Linked DNA regions of Mus musculus: region 2 is linked to region 1. Evidence: chromatin contacts called from public Hi-C data. All regions are on one chromosome and are shown on one strand. The core of a region is the stretch at or near the end of the contact, and the rest is flanking DNA. Distances in the headings are between cores, read along the strand shown. Region 1 overlaps Gm12436 (a long non-coding RNA gene). Region 2 overlaps Plppr1 (phospholipid phosphatase related 1).

Region 1 (7,662 bases), core at 3,220-5,719:
AGCTTGGGAATTTATGTTCTAAGCTCATATATGATAGAAAACCTGCTTAATGTGGGTGTTTTGAAGTCCATTAAAACCTAGTCTTTTGCAGTGGAGTTTTTGTGAGTTTCTGGAGGGTTGGATAGTATGTTATCAAGTACTTCAGGATGGTAAAAGAGGAACAATGAGACAGAATTGGGGGCTTTTTCTTTAAGATCCACAGATATTAGGTATTTTTATGAGGAAGATTACACAAGAGTGAATCATCTGGTTTTTCCAAAATTCTCCTTCAGCATTTTAGGCATGACTAATCAGACAGAGACTTCTAAACAGGAATGTGTGTACCTGCGAATACGTGTAAAAACACCACTCCGTGTATCTTGGAAATATTCTCAATGTTGAGCATCTGTGTGTGACATTTAAGTGTGAGTAACACTTGAGCAAGTCTCAGAGTGAGCTGGAGTTGATAAATGCTTTAAGCAACACATCATGGCATTTATAACGTGTACCGCAGCTCCTCTAAATCTCCAGTTAATTATGTTCTGCAAACCACCATTTCCATGCTTCTGTTCACATGGTCCCAGCGCTGCAAGCTTTTCATCTGGAAGCAGTTTCTTTCTAGTCTGTGTGCTCACAGTATCTGGCTTGTATATTATATAGGGTATGTGTCACGTCTTGCTTTTTGGATGTGCGTGATTTGTATGCAAGTCCTCTCGCCTAGAAGATGTAATAGCTGTCTTGCACAGAGCTTCCTTGATGGTGAGTCCCTGAGAGCCTATCTCTGGGTGACTCATAAATTCCTACTGGCTATTTATCTTAGTCTATTCAGTTTTCTGTAACAAACTAGCAATGAACTGGGTGGCTTATAAGCAACAGAGCTGTGTCTTACACTTCCAGAGCCTATCAGTACAAGATCAGAAAACCAGTAAGTGTGTCTTTCCTTGTTCACAGTGGCTGTTCACAGGGTGATTTGGTCAATGGAACTCTCTTGAGCTTCTTTTATAAGGATAATGACTGGTTAATCGTTATCATCTATGCCTCCACGTACTATCACACTGGGAATTAGATCTTCACATAAAAAAATTTAGGCACACAAGCATTCAGTTTGTAGTACTAGAGATGATGGTAAACTAGTTTTAAAATTTTGTTCTGTAGTGTCTGACCTCCACTCTGCCCTGGCACTCTTGGTCTCTTGTTGCTCCTATGACGTAGCATCTCAATCACATTAGGAAACCTATGTACTGAAATGAAAGCTATTAAACTCTAATCTTTCACACCTGCTTTAGAGTCTGAGATTAATACAACCATTTCCTTGACCCACACTGTCCAGTGTTTGAAACCTCAAGCTTAATTTCAATGACACCCCTCTTCCAACAAGGCAATACCTCCTAACCATTCCTAAACAGTTTCACTACTTAGGGACCAACTACGCGAATATGTGTACCTATGAGGGCCATTTTCATTCAAACTATCAATATAATAATTGACTTGTTGTTACTTGTTTATTTCACTTAACATTCTCAAGTTTCAATCTTCTATTTCATTCTTACAGTATTGTTAAAAACTTGTTCTGTATGAACTCTGTATAAGATGCTAGTGCATAATGTATATTTACTATGTTTTTTCTTACCCATAAATTTGCGAATAGATACAAATTGCTCAATACTTTATTATGAATAATGGCATGTGAACATGAACTTGCCCTTATATTATCTTCATGATGACCTTCTTTTGTATCAGTGGCAGTTCCTTAGAGTTTAGACATTGTCTGTTTATCTCTGCCTAATATTTTGATGCTGGTAATGGTGGCACGCACCTATAATCTCAGCATTTGTGAGGGAATGGCGGGAGGAACTGGTCTTCAAGTCCAGCCACAGCCATATAGAGAGTTGGAGGCCATAGGAAGACCTTGAAAGAATGATGTCTTGGTAACTGTTCTATTACTGTGAAGAGAGACACCATGATGAAGGTACCTTGTAGAAGAAAGCTTGCTTATAGTTTCAGAGGGTTAGTCTATTATTATCATGGTGGGGAGGGAGTGTGATAACAAACAAGTAAGCATTGTGCTAGAGCAGTAACTGAGAGCTTTTCATACTGATCTACAGGCCATGGACAGACAGACAGACAGGTGGATAGCTAAACAGACAGACTGGACCTAGTGTAGGCTTTTGAAACCTCAAAGCCTACTTCTGTTGACACACCTCTTCCAACTAGGCTACACCCCAACTAGGCTACACCCCAACTAGGCTACACCCCTAATTTTTTTCCAAACAGTTCCACTAACTGGAGACCAAGCCTTTTGGAACAGTGTGTTCCAAACTACATTGAGAGTTTTTTGTGCAAATGAACACTTGAGGATAATAGCACAAATGGGAAATCCCAGACAAGTGAGCAATTCCTGGAAGCCCTGCAGAAGGGATCAGCAGCTGACCTTACAGGAACACGTGAAGTGTAGTTTAGCTTTCAATGCTGTCATGCTCTAGAGGAAAGGAGGTGGGCTTTCTTACTCCTGTACCATTAGTTACACCTTTAATCTGGAGAAGTGCACTCTTTTCCACTTCTGGCCTTCTGTAAGCTTTAATAAAGCAGTTCCAGAAGCCCTCTGACAGGGCTCCAAATCCCTTCAAAATCAGTTTCATACAAAAGGATATTGGAAACAGTGTGTTCCAAAGCTGGGAACGAGGTCCACAGAGAGTAAAGAAGACTTGTGAGGTCTGGGTAAGGCACTATCTACTGTAGCTTCCCAGTAGGAGCTTCTATTCCTGGCTGAGTTGCAAATCATTGCTCACAATGCTCTCTCCATTGCATTTTCAGAAAGCCCATTGATTATCTCTGAGTGTGTCACTCCCAGTTCTCCAGCATGCCAGCATTTCTGAGAGGGTCTGTCTGTAAGCCACCTGAGGATTTTAGACATACATTCTTAGTCCTGAACACCCAACTTCTAGTACAATGCAATGTAAATATCACTGTGGGTGACTTCAGGAGAGTGTCTTTGCTTCTGGACATAATGTTAACTACATTAGATAGCTTACGAAAGAAGCCCCAGACAAAAGCGGACTTTGGAAAAATCTGTTACCTTCATGTGTAGACTTGCTTAGAGACTAAAGGTCAGTTTCATTAGTTGTAATTTTTGCTTTGAAACCAGATGTCAAGGAAAACAACTTTCTTGGGGGGTGGTTTAGGCAACTCTGCTTCCTGCAGTCATGATCTCTGTACACACGGTCTGGCAACACCTGGGACTTATTTTTATTTCTCCAACCATGAAACCTCAGACTTGATTTTCTAAATCACCCCCTGTATGTCCATTATTATTGCTGCAATTCTCTCTGATCCCATTCAAATTAGTTTTGAAGGTTGTTCACAAAGTTATAGGAATGATTTCCTTTTGCAAACTATAGAAGGAAACAGTTTCTGAGCCATATGGTAGACAAGGGACATTATTAATGCTATTTTACACAAACTCATAAATATAATCTCCACCACACCAGTATGCAGTTGCACCCATGTGCAAGTCCTCGGAAGTTCCTATTGCTAGCAATGTTGCACAGAGAGAAAGATGTTATTAAAATCCACAAGTCCAGCTTCCCCATAGGGAACATAACTTTTAATTTGGCAGTCATAAAAGCCATCAAGTAGAACCATAACCACCATTTTAAAGAAAGAGGAAGTGAGGCAAAGAAAGTTAATGGGATTTCACTGAAGTTATATTAATGCAGTGATACATCTTAACATTAGGAGCAACTTATTCATTTTCAGTAAAAAGTAAATTTCTTTCATGGGAAGTGATTAGCTGTACTATTGATTACCAATCAGGCTTAATTTTCTTCAAGCATTCATCTTCTTCCCAGCATCCACTTTTCTCTTTGTCAGATGATGCTCAGTTAATCCAAGTGAGTTTTGATGCTTGGTGGCTAGATGATAGTTTATGATGTGCACCTTGAGACCTTTGGCATTTATAGTCTGGGCTTCAGAGACAGAGCTGCATGAAGTCATGTTCAAATCTGGTGCAGAGTCAACCAAGAGGCCTCTATGTGTCTTGGTCTCTGTGAAGTATCTTCTCAAATATTAATCAATGTAACACACACAACAATCTTATGAGGAGAGATTATTGATTGCACCTTGACAGTTGAAGGTAACAACTAACCTTGATAATAAAATATGTTATCATCTCATGCAGCATTCATTCTCTGAGTGCAGTGACAAGCTGTGGCCTCTCACTCAAGAGACAAGCAATTGTTGGAAGGCTAGGGAATGTCACAAGTTTATCTTATAGCAAGCAAGAGAATGTAGGAAAAAGATGCGGGAAAAGATGGCAGACTGAGCAAGAGCATTATATTTTGCTCTTTTTAATAGGGTAACTATCAGGAAGTTCAAGGCCATTGCCTTGAAAATGAGCCAGCACCGTGCATGGCATGAAACAGGGTTTCATTTTAGAGCCCTAGTTTATTTTCAAGCTTACCACATGAGTTTTTTTCCTACCATCTCACTTGGATTCTAGCAGGCTAATAAGATCAATATTTATTCTTGCATAATAGGAGATCCAAAGGTCAATTTAAGCCAAGCAACACAGTTCAATAATTATGTCTGTTATAAGAGTGGTGAATTTAATTTTTGTTCAGAGTAGAGCCTTCTCTCCCTACTCAAGTCTGCCTCTGCATGGCAGCCACCTTGCAAGTGGAGAAGAGACTAGAAGCTGTGGGATTTAGTTCTCTCTGTCCTGCATGCTTACTCCTCTTCTGGTTTGCTAGTTTTAGTTTTTGAGCACTGAAATGAGGCCCCCAGGAGGGAAATGAGGCAGGGGAAACATTACAGTTCTTACATAACAGGCACTGTTCAAGATCTATCAGAACTCTGTAGGCAAAGGTCAGGCCCAGAGCTGACTTTTCCCTCAAAACACCTTGATGGATCCTTTGAAAATTTATGTTTCCCCTTTGAAAAAAATTTCAGGAGGGCAAAGGCTTCTCTAGTGGGGCCAGTAAGCTTATGTGACACACAGTGAGGACATCTAGGTTCTTATACAAGCTGCTTTACTTTGAAGGTAACTACAATGAGTATTTTGTGAAGAAAGAACCTTAATACAAAGATTCTAGACTAGCCTTTCAGAAACAACTCTCAGACAAATAGTGCATCAACCCACCAGGACAGATGGTGCCCCTGAGGCCACTTCTGAAGATGTGTCAGAATTAAGACCCTACTTTTGTCTCTGCAACTCCTTCCATGGATATTTTATTCCACATTCTAGGAAGGAATGAAGTATCCACATGTTGGTATTCCTTCTTGATTTTCTTGTGTTTTGGAAGTTGTATCTTGGGTATTCTAGGTTTCTGGGCTAATATCCTCTTATCAGTGAGTGCATATCAAGGGACTTCTTTTGTGATTGGGTTACCTCATTCAGGATGATATCCTCCAGATACATCCATTTGCCCAAGAATTTCATAAATTCATTGTTTTTAATAGCTGAGTAGTACTCTATTGTGTAAATGTACCACAATTTCTGTATCCATTCCTCTGTTGAGGGACATCTGGGTTCTTTCCAGCTTCTGGCTATTATAAATAGGGCTGCTATGAACAGAGTGAAGCATGTGTCCTTATTACCTAAGACGAAAGTTTGGACCATCCAGAGACTGCCCCACCCAGGGGTCCATCCCATAATCAGCCACCAAACGCAGACAACTATTGCATACACCAGCAAGATTTTGCTGAAGGGACCCTGATATAGCTGTCTCCTGTGAGGCTTTGCCAGTGCCTGACAAATACAGAAGTGGATGCTCACAGTCATCTATAGGATGGAACACAGGGCCTCCAATATAGGAGCTAGAGAAAGTACCTAAGAGCTGAAGGGCTCTGCAACCCTATAGGTGGAACAACAATATGAACTAACCAGTACCCCTAGAGCTAGTATCTCTAGCTGCATATGTAGCAGAAGATGGCCTAGTCGGCCATCATTGGGAAGAGAGGCCCTTTGGTCTAGCAAACTTTATATGCTCCGAGTACAGGGGAATGCCAGGGCCAAGAAGTGGGAATGAGTGGGTAGGGGAGCAGGGCGGGAGGTGGGGAGGGTATAGGGGACTTTGGGGATAGCATTTGAAATGTAAATTAAGAAAATATCTAATAAAAATGTGGGGAAAAAACCCTACTTTTACCTCTGAACTTGGCAACAGACTCAAGAACACAGGGAGCTAGGCTGTGGAAGTCACAGCCCTGGTTTATGGATTAAACAAGGTCAACAGTGCCTCTTTAGTCTCTGCCCATAACTCTAAGAGCAGGGAACTGGAAAATGGCCACATCTTTAGAGAAAACTCCTGCCAGTGACTCTGCTCATCAGAAGAAATAGCCGAGTAATGGGTAATGCCTCACACCTGCCTTCTGAACCAAGTGAGGTGCAGCTTAGTAGCAGTACTGGAATCACCCAGAGAAATGTCACTGTCGGGACATGTGGTGAGTTTAGTTTTCCAAAATTTCCAAACTGAATAAAGCAACCCATAAAAATGAGCTCACTAGAAGGCTAATTGTGACTGCAGGGGAATCCCATCTTAGGTAAAAGAAGGCACCAGAGAACACAGAGTAGACAGCGAAGGTGGTATGTTTTTCAGATTTTACTGAATTAATCATGAATTTGTGTGCTGAGACTGTCCCACTGCTAAATTTGAAATGTCATGAGGTGGCCATGATTACCTTACTCTTCAACCAGATGTGAGATTGCATTTTGTGTGCTGAAAATTATGTCATATGATTCTCTATCACACAGTTTTTAAAATGTTTTTTTCTTTATTACTTTCTATTATTTAGTCTTTTTTTCCCATAATCTTTAAGTTTGAAAAAAGCAGGGATTTCATTTATAACTTTTACATGCCATTCCCCTCTCAGTATCTGGATTAAAGCTCAGAATAGACAAGAGGACATGTGTAGCTTCTGTAATTTTAATTTGAGAAAAAAAGGAAACAAAAACATGATAATTATGGCTTGAAAGTAGTTAAGAACAAACAGGTACGTGCGTGCGTGCGTGTGTATCTCACTAGGATATAAAGGTGGTTTAACTCAATCTAATGCAAAGAGATTAAATAGGAAAAAAATAATGCAGTCATTATCTCAGATGCACAAGTATTCAACAAGATTCAACAATAGTTTTGATAAAAACTCATCAAACCCAGTGTCTTCACAAAATATAAAATGATTAATAATACAGCAAAGTACACACATATGATATCTGACTATTAAACGAGAGTTATAGAAATGAAAGTCACCTTTAACAAATAGAACAAGATGCTGTTCTCATGGACTGAAAGGCTGACTTTCTACTAGAAACCACCAATCATCCTCGAATTCCTCATTACCCTGGACAGTTTCCTTGAAACCTTTTTGTGTTGAAATTGATAATCAGGCTCTAAAACATTGTGGAACTGCAGCCGACTTAATAGTAAAACCATTTTTTAAAAATAGAAACTTTGAAATCTACTCAAAATTACCCATACAGTTTCCAGGGTCTTTTCTGTGGGTTCAAAGAATTAGTGACCTTTTGGGGGGACTAGTCTGTCACAGCTAACCAGATCCTCAATGTTCTTGATAGTCGTTCTTTAAAGGTGGATTTAGAAATCTTGGAGAATAGAGTTGTTCAAGAGACTTGTATTATCAAGAGCAACGGTACTGTCTGTTTAAGTTAAAGAGAAGCAGATGAGTATTAAT
Region 2 (7,662 bases), core at 1,312-3,811, 240 kb after region 1:
CAGCAATGTGGACAGGGTGGGGTAGACAGGACCAGGGTTCACGGCCAGCCAGTCTGGTAAGTTCCAGTTTCAGTGAGAGATGCTGTCTCACAAAAGAAAGTGGAGAGTCATAGAGAAATACACCCAAAATCCATTTCTGGCCTCTACTCACATCAATCACTGTACCAGAGAGTTCCACCACATATAAACATGGAAAAGGACATGAGATCTATCTATCTATCTATCTATCTATCTATCTATCTATCTATCTATCTATCTATCTATCTATCTATCATCTCTCATAACACACACACCACACACACACACACACACACACACACACACACACACACACACACACTCAGTGATTTATCTAACTGACTCACAGGCTCCGACTTGGGTAGAATGTCTGTCTGTCTCTTGACAGAAAGACCAAGAATTGAGTCAGGGCCAAGTTAGTGCTGGAGGCCTGAAGGATTCCCAGCGCTGCTGGCCTTCACTTTACTTTGCAATCCTGAAGAAGTAGGTTTTAACACCAGCAGAGAAATGCCTTAGCAGCAGGATAGCTGAACCTTCCAGAGAAATGGGGGCAAACAGGCAAAAAGCAAAAGCTTCCTTTTGCCATGCTGTTTTATGCAAGCTGCCACCAGAAGGTGTGCCCAGATTTAGGGAGGTTTTTTCTTACTTCAAATGATCCAGTCATGAGACTCCCTCACAGGAGTTCCCAGCGGTATGAGTTTAGTTGATTCAAGATATGGTCTAATTGACAACCAAGATTAGCTATCCCAATACCTACCTGAATAAGGAAGCTACTTGTAGCAGGGTGTATAATCTATAACTGAATTGGACACTAATTATTGGGTAATTATTGGGACTCAATGGGTCAGAAATCTTGACTTAAAAGTATTCACTCTCATCATAAATTTCATCAAGCAAACTTGATATTCAGTTCCCTGAACATTAAATTGAGTGTTTAAGTTCTGAGTACAGACATGTTTGGTCTCAGAGCCCAAAACTTGTGATAGCGGGAAGGGAGAGACCATATGTCTGACTCTACACTGGAAAGGTGTGTATTAAGAACTGTGTTGTCAGCACCTTTCTGAGCACTCAGACAATCCTCTCCTGCAGGGCGTATCTGACACGCCATTCTGAAACTGAGCTTGGACTCAGCTCCCTCCCACAGAACTTGTAGAAACTCCTCTTGTTCTATGTGCTATCTTACCCTTGCTTCATAGACTCCTTATATCAGTGCAGTTATGTTCTTTTCAACTCTCCAGTGCTTACTAAAGTACCAGTGAATAACAGGGACAGTAAACTTTTCCACTTTTCAATTACTATTGAGTTAATAGGGGCGTCACTCTCTTCTTTGACTTTCTGCCTAGATTATAAACTACCAGAGACAAAGATAGAGTAGGTCCAAAGGCCCAATGTGTGTTCCACCTTCTCCTGTGATGCTTACAAAGAGAAGTTGCTTTATCAATATCTGCTGAAGAATTACTCGTCTAATTCTTTGGGAAGGTAGAGTGGACCAGTAAACAAAGAACAAGGGCACTGATGTCATCATTTCAACCTATGTGCCCTTGGCAGACCTTGGTAATCAATCACAGCACTCCTCTTTCATCACTATTTTTGAACACAATGTTCTGGTAGTGACTGCCAATCCATCAGTGCTGTCACCCCCGAGATGGACACCAAGGGGACTTCTCTAGATTAAAATTCAGGAGGCCCTGACTGACCTTACTTCAGGCTTTGAACCTGACCTCCCTGTGGCTTTGGGTTGGACAAGACCATGTTAGCAGTTTAATTTCTTATAGGATCCTGAAAAAAAAATAGATTAACTTGTTTCACGTAATATGTTAAAGATAAATAAGAGATGACATTAAAAAAAAAGTATCTGCACAGTTATTTTCCTTTGTTATAAAAGAGTGGGAATGGGAGATTAAGGTCAAATCTGAGGCTAAAACCAGGAATCTTGCCAAGCTGAGCTTCTGTAATAACAGTAATTAATATTTCATTGAGCCCTGTTCTAACTGCTATAAATGTGTTATTTTGTTCTCACGACACCCATGTGACTTGGGAACTGGTGCCATTCCCAGCATAAGTAAGCAGAGAAGTTAAATATTAACCTGCCACATCTCATACAGAAAATGGTGGATCAGGCAGGATAACAACCCTACATAGAGTATGCCTGGATGTAACTAGAGGACGGAGGTCTGAAATTCAGTGGTCAATAGACAGTGCTGTGTGGAGAGCCTTACTGACAGAAAACCTGTGGGCAGGGACTATGATTGATGCAGGTGACCCTGTGGAGAGGGAGGTAGGAGTGGGGATACCAGAGCAAGGCCCCACTCTGCTTTTCCCTTCAGTATCTTTCTAGAATCCCATCAGGAAGCAGGAAGGTGAGGAGTTGGCTCAGCCTAAGGGTGAAAAAGGTTGATCTGGATGTAAGAAGCAGTGGGAACTGGAGTGTGAACTTGACCTGGTTCCAGGATGGAGTCTTTGAGCGTCTGCCTATGTCTGACTAAGTACCTGGTACTTGACTGTGCTGGCCTCAATTTAATGAGGACTGGAATGGCCAGCAAGGGGTTACTCTTTTTCCTGCTCTCATTGAAAAGCACAGCAGGGGGAAGCTGATAAACACAGGAGGGACCTGAGGGTTGTTTTAAATGATCTGCCTTGATTAACTACTCAGTACTTCTTAGAGGTGGTGAAGAAGGTCTCCTTTTATGTTGCCAACTCTTTCAGTTCATTATATTTCCCAACTAGGCTGAGCCCAGCAGTTGCTAGGGATGGCTCTCCAGGTACCTGTAGCATTGTACCCAGGAGCCTGCCTGCCTGCCGATGCTAGACTCTGTACATTCTGCCCAATTGGCAATGCAGGAAAGACTTTCATTTCCACCATTTCCACAGCAAAGCCTCATACAACCAAGAGGCCTGCTCACTCCTGGGGGATAATGTATGGGAGAGAACAGCCTTACATTTACATCTATCTGTGTTCACACATAGCTTCATCAACTTGCATAAATTTAGCCTAAGAGGGCAGCTGTGATCATTGTGGAAATGGAACCTGATTTAAATTACACAATTATTTATTGAGTTCCTACCAGGGGCCAAACACTGGGGTTATGGTGATGAATGCAACAGATGTGGGCACATAAATGCTTTTGAAAATTTTACATTCGGAAGTGCAAATTGCCAGTTGAGATGAAAAGATATGTGTTTTCCCCTATTGGGGAATATGAAAGGACAAGGAATTGAGAGTAAAAAAAAAATCCATAGATGTGAGAGACACAAAAAAACCATATTGTATAATAGCCCCTTTTAGCAACCGTTGCTTACAACCTGCTGGTGAAATGTGTGCATAGACCATATGGCTTATGTGTGTCATGCTTCTTGCCGTATAGCTTGAATATACACTTAGCAATATCCTGTCTTAATGAGAAGATCTCTTGCTTTTTTCTACTCATAGAACTTTTTTACGTTCAGCCAGGAGTGACAATAATAACAACAAGAATAGTGAGTCACTCTATGAGGGTAATCACTTAATGCTGAGTTCTAAATAATCCTCGCTATTTCACTGTGGCTCTTAGATGCCTTTCAAGCCCCTCAAACATTTCCAAAGAATATAAAAGGAGATCCTATAGAATCACGAGCCTTTGAATATTCCTTTGAAGTCATTAAAAACCCAAATGTGGCCCTGTGGCCAGAAGTTAGTATCATCTAGAATCCAAATTCAGATAGGATGATACACAGTCATACCAAAGAGGAGTGGGGGTGGGTGGTGCAGGCTAGTTTTTCTGTCAACCTGACACAAACTGGTCATCAGAGAAAAGGAAACCTCAGTTGAGGAAAAACCTCAGGCTGCAGAGCATTTCTGAATCAGTAATTGATGTGGGAGGACCCAGTTGCTTACGGGTGGCACCGCCCTGAACAGGTGGTCCTGGGTTCTATAAGAAAACAGGCTGAGCAAGCCAGGAGGAGCAGGCCTGGAGTACCACTCCTCCATGATCTCTGCACCAGTTCCTGCCTTTAGGATCCTGCTCCCTTTCAGTTCTTGCTCTGACTGCTTCTACTAATGAACTGTGATACAGAAATACAAGCTAAATAACACACACACACACACACACACACACACACACACACACACAATGCTTTCGGTCATGATGTTTCATCCCAATAATTGGAACTCTAAAACAATGGGCAACAAATACATATTTCCAAGGCCAGGCTCTGACATGGGGTGAGTGAAAAACCTCAAGGAAATCCCTTAATCTCCCTTAAATTGAACTTTAAGTTAAACTGTCAGAAGGGAGTTGGAAGCGTGCAGTGACATGAAGAACCTGGCACATTGTGGGCATTAATCTACCAGTATTCTCATAACCACTGCAGTGTAATCGACTTCTTCTCAAATTGAGTGGGGCTCCCTGATTCCGAGGCTAACTCTTGTTAAGAGCTACTTTACTAGGACTGTCAATGGAGATAAAATGTTCACGTCCAGCAATGATTATTATGGACACATAGGGGAACAATCCATCTGGTGGCCCGTGAGTGAAAGAAAATAAAAGCAACTGCTCAAAGAGGGCTCCGAGTAGACCAGGGAAGCTTCTTAAGATATGATATAGCTGTGACAGCTTTGATTGCTTACTACTGTCTTAGGATACAGGCAGGCAGGGAGGTGTTGAAGGCAAACAGTGACTGCCATGGGCCATGACCCCCAGGGATCTTAGGTAAAACCTCGTAGACAGGACATGGGTGTTAGCTGGTCAGGTTCTAAACTTCAAGGTTTAGAGAAGCTGAGCTGGGGATGAGCAGAATAAAAACAACTGCCCATGGGCGAATGAACTTAGAGGGACACAGCAGGAACCAGGTTTGCCATTCTAGAAAAAGTGGCTGAGACAAAATTGAATAAATACAACAAGAGAGGGAGAGAAATTAAGGAGAAAGTGAAGCACAGTGTGTCTGAATGGGGGAGTAAATGCCTGGAACATTTTTGGGGGTTCTGGGTACCTACTATTTGAGATAAAGCTGCATTTCAGAGATAAAGTTGCATTTCAGTGGCACTAGTCGACATTAGAGAGCAATATAAAAACTGCTACTGATGCTACAGGGAGGGTGTGAAGCCAAGGCCTCAGGAGTTGGCCCAGTTGGTAAAGTGCTTCCCTAGCAAGCATCCACATAAAGATCTGAGTGTGGTGGTCTGTATGTATAATCCAAATGAGATCGACACAGAAGATATTTGGGGGGCTCATTGGTCAGCTAATCTAGCCAAATCTGTGAGTTTTAGATTCAGGGAGAGGTCTTGCCTCAGATATTAAGGTAGAGTGTGATCAAGGAGGAGACCTGACATTGACACTCTATTTTGCAAGCTCATGCGTGCACTTGTGGACACATATATGCATATACTATATACACACAAAGTCATGGATCAAGCTATAGTTTCTGCTAAAGGAGTTCTATTTGAACTCCTATAGAAGTTGGGAACCCATTAAATTCTTGCCTGCCTGCCTGCCTGCCTGCCTGCCTGTCTTCTTCCTGCCTTCCTGCCTTCCTGCCTTCTTCCTGCCTTCTTCCTGCCTTCCTGCCTTCCTGCCTTCTTCCTGCCTTCTTCCTGCCTTCCTGCCTTCCTGCCTTCTTCCTGCCTTCCTGCCTTCCTGCCTTCCTGCCTTCCTGCCTGCCTGCCTGCCTTTTTAAACATACAAGTGGCATGTCAGATAAATGGTTCTTCCTTCTTCTCCTTAGCCCCAGAGACATAAACAACTGTCTTTTGCTCTTATGTCCTCACAGCTTGGCTCCTAACTAATTTCCTTCAAGAGCTCTTTCCTTGTCTGCCTATGAAAGACATTGATAGCAAGTCTTATGTTTTAAACTTTTATGCCTCCAAAACAAGGGTAGCACACATGAAGTGTACATTTGCATGAGATGTTTATTTCTGGAATAAACATCCATGTTGCGTTTGGACTCAGAGAATAAGTTATTTTTCTTCTGGACTAGAGTTGGGTGCCTGGGCATGGGTCAGACAGAGTGGGGCATGGAACACTGGGGAGTTTTCTTTGAAATAATTTTTAATTAAAACATCATTAATTAAACAGCATTGTTTTACCTCTTCCAAGTTTCTCCTTCCAACTCTTCCTTTTTATTCCCTTTTGTGTTCCCTCCCTCCATGCTTCCCTCCCTCCCTCTCTCCCTTTCCCTCTCTCTTTCTCTCCCTCTGGTCTCCCCCCTCTGTCTCTCTCTTTCTCTCCTGTGTATGTGTGTGTGTTTTCCTAAAAGCATTACAACCTGTCTCATCCCTATAATGGTACTTGTATGTATATGATTTCAGGGCTGACCACTGCAGTTTTTTTTTTTTTTGTTTTTGTTTTTGTTTTTGTTTTTTTTTTTTTTTTTTTGAGAGCTCCTGTTCTTTTTCATACCTCTACAATCATGCCATGTCTGGAACCATAGCAAACCCTTCTGTGCAGGATGATTTTGAGTAGAGTTTTCCGAGTGGAACTTTACCTATGTTATCATGTCCTCATGTTCCAGTAGAGTAAGCTTCTGTTTGGGGCAGAGTGGAAGTTCACCTAGCCTTCTGAGAGATGACTGGAGTAATCTACTTTATACCGCACTGGCCCAGAGCTGACTAGCAAACTTTGCCCATCGTGTGTGGCCTGTGGAGGGCAGCAGAGGGCTTCAGAGTGTTCCAGCTTTCCCCCTGGAGGCCATTAACTGCCTGGAGATATCTGTCTCTTTCTATGAGTGTGCTGTGCTACAGAATAGAGAGATGCCCGTGGGCCAGTAACCCCTATGGAGAGAGGTTAGGCTGTGGAGAGACTGAGGAGCTCTCACCCTGAAGATCCCAAAGTGGGTTAGCAAACGCCATTGGGAAACTAGATACCGACTGAGCTTGGTCTTGGACAGGAAGGGCCACCTAGCTCGTTACAACCATTTTGCCTTCTGCAGACCACTGGAGGCCTTCATGAGCTGGATCAAATGCCTTGAACAGGAACTAGAGAATGTCCGTTAGTCCCTAGGATCTTTCTCTTGTTTAAAGAACTCAGTTGCACTGGGCTTCATAATAATACCCTGTCATCAACTCCCTTCCGCCATCCAAATCACCCATTCCCATCCTATATCTGTTCAGTAGCATTGAAGGCTGGTCCTGCGTTTAGGAGAGCATTTGTGCTGCCATCAGCTACTCGGGCAGATTCTCTGGAGGGCTTGTGACCTCTGTTCACCAATATGGCTTGCCCACATGAAGTGGTTTTTTTTTTCCTCCCGTTTAGCACATTTAGCCTGTGCCTTACTGAATTTTTCATTTATTGGCTAAGAAAAAAAAACTCTGAGTTTTTTCCAGTAGCTGAGACTCACATCTTCACACCTAAGGTGATTTTTCCAGCCACTTCTTACTATGTCTTCCCAAGAGAAAAATATCTATACATATACAGTAGTAAAACTCAGCATCTGTCGAGTGAGAAGAATGCACAACCTCTCATAGTTTCCCTTTCATTTCTTCACCTCTCTTGATACTTTCACTTACGCTGTGACCATTGAGAGACCCAATTAGTGAGTGGCTGTGTTGATCTTGCTGATGAAAATTGCTCATATTAGGGTTTATAACTTTTAAAAGCAGAAATAGCATTCAAAGGCTCATATTTGTTGTTTCTTGTTTTCAAGGTCATTCACCAATGATACCAATGGCAT

The links. Hi-C and Micro-C count contacts between places; a contact is called where the count stands out from the background.
Region 2: a contact with region 1 is called in a Hi-C map of liver, with 7 times the contacts expected there. The contact joins two enhancer-like sites. A contact is called at or near these places in 2 of 39 promoter capture datasets (both in liver) and 3 of 484 Hi-C or Micro-C datasets (all in liver).

The regions. Positions count from the first base shown.
Region 1 is chr4:48,904,907-48,912,568 of GRCm38.p6, forward strand. All of the region lies in intron 1 of Gm12436 (a long non-coding RNA gene), which reads left to right. Among named protein-coding and RNA genes, the nearest start is that of Gm12436, 10 kb to the left of the region's middle. Within about 2 kb of position 4,470, at least 3 of the 459 cell types and tissues checked have an H3K27ac peak or open chromatin away from gene starts, as enhancers often do. A contact at or near this core is called in liver, where this site is marked.
Region 2 is chr4:49,147,395-49,155,056 of GRCm38.p6, forward strand. All of the region lies in intron 1 of Plppr1 (phospholipid phosphatase related 1), which reads left to right. Among named protein-coding and RNA genes, the nearest start is that of Plppr1, 92 kb to the left of the region's middle. Within about 2 kb of position 2,562, at least 6 of the 459 cell types and tissues checked have an H3K27ac peak or open chromatin away from gene starts, as enhancers often do. A contact at or near this core is called in liver, where this site is marked.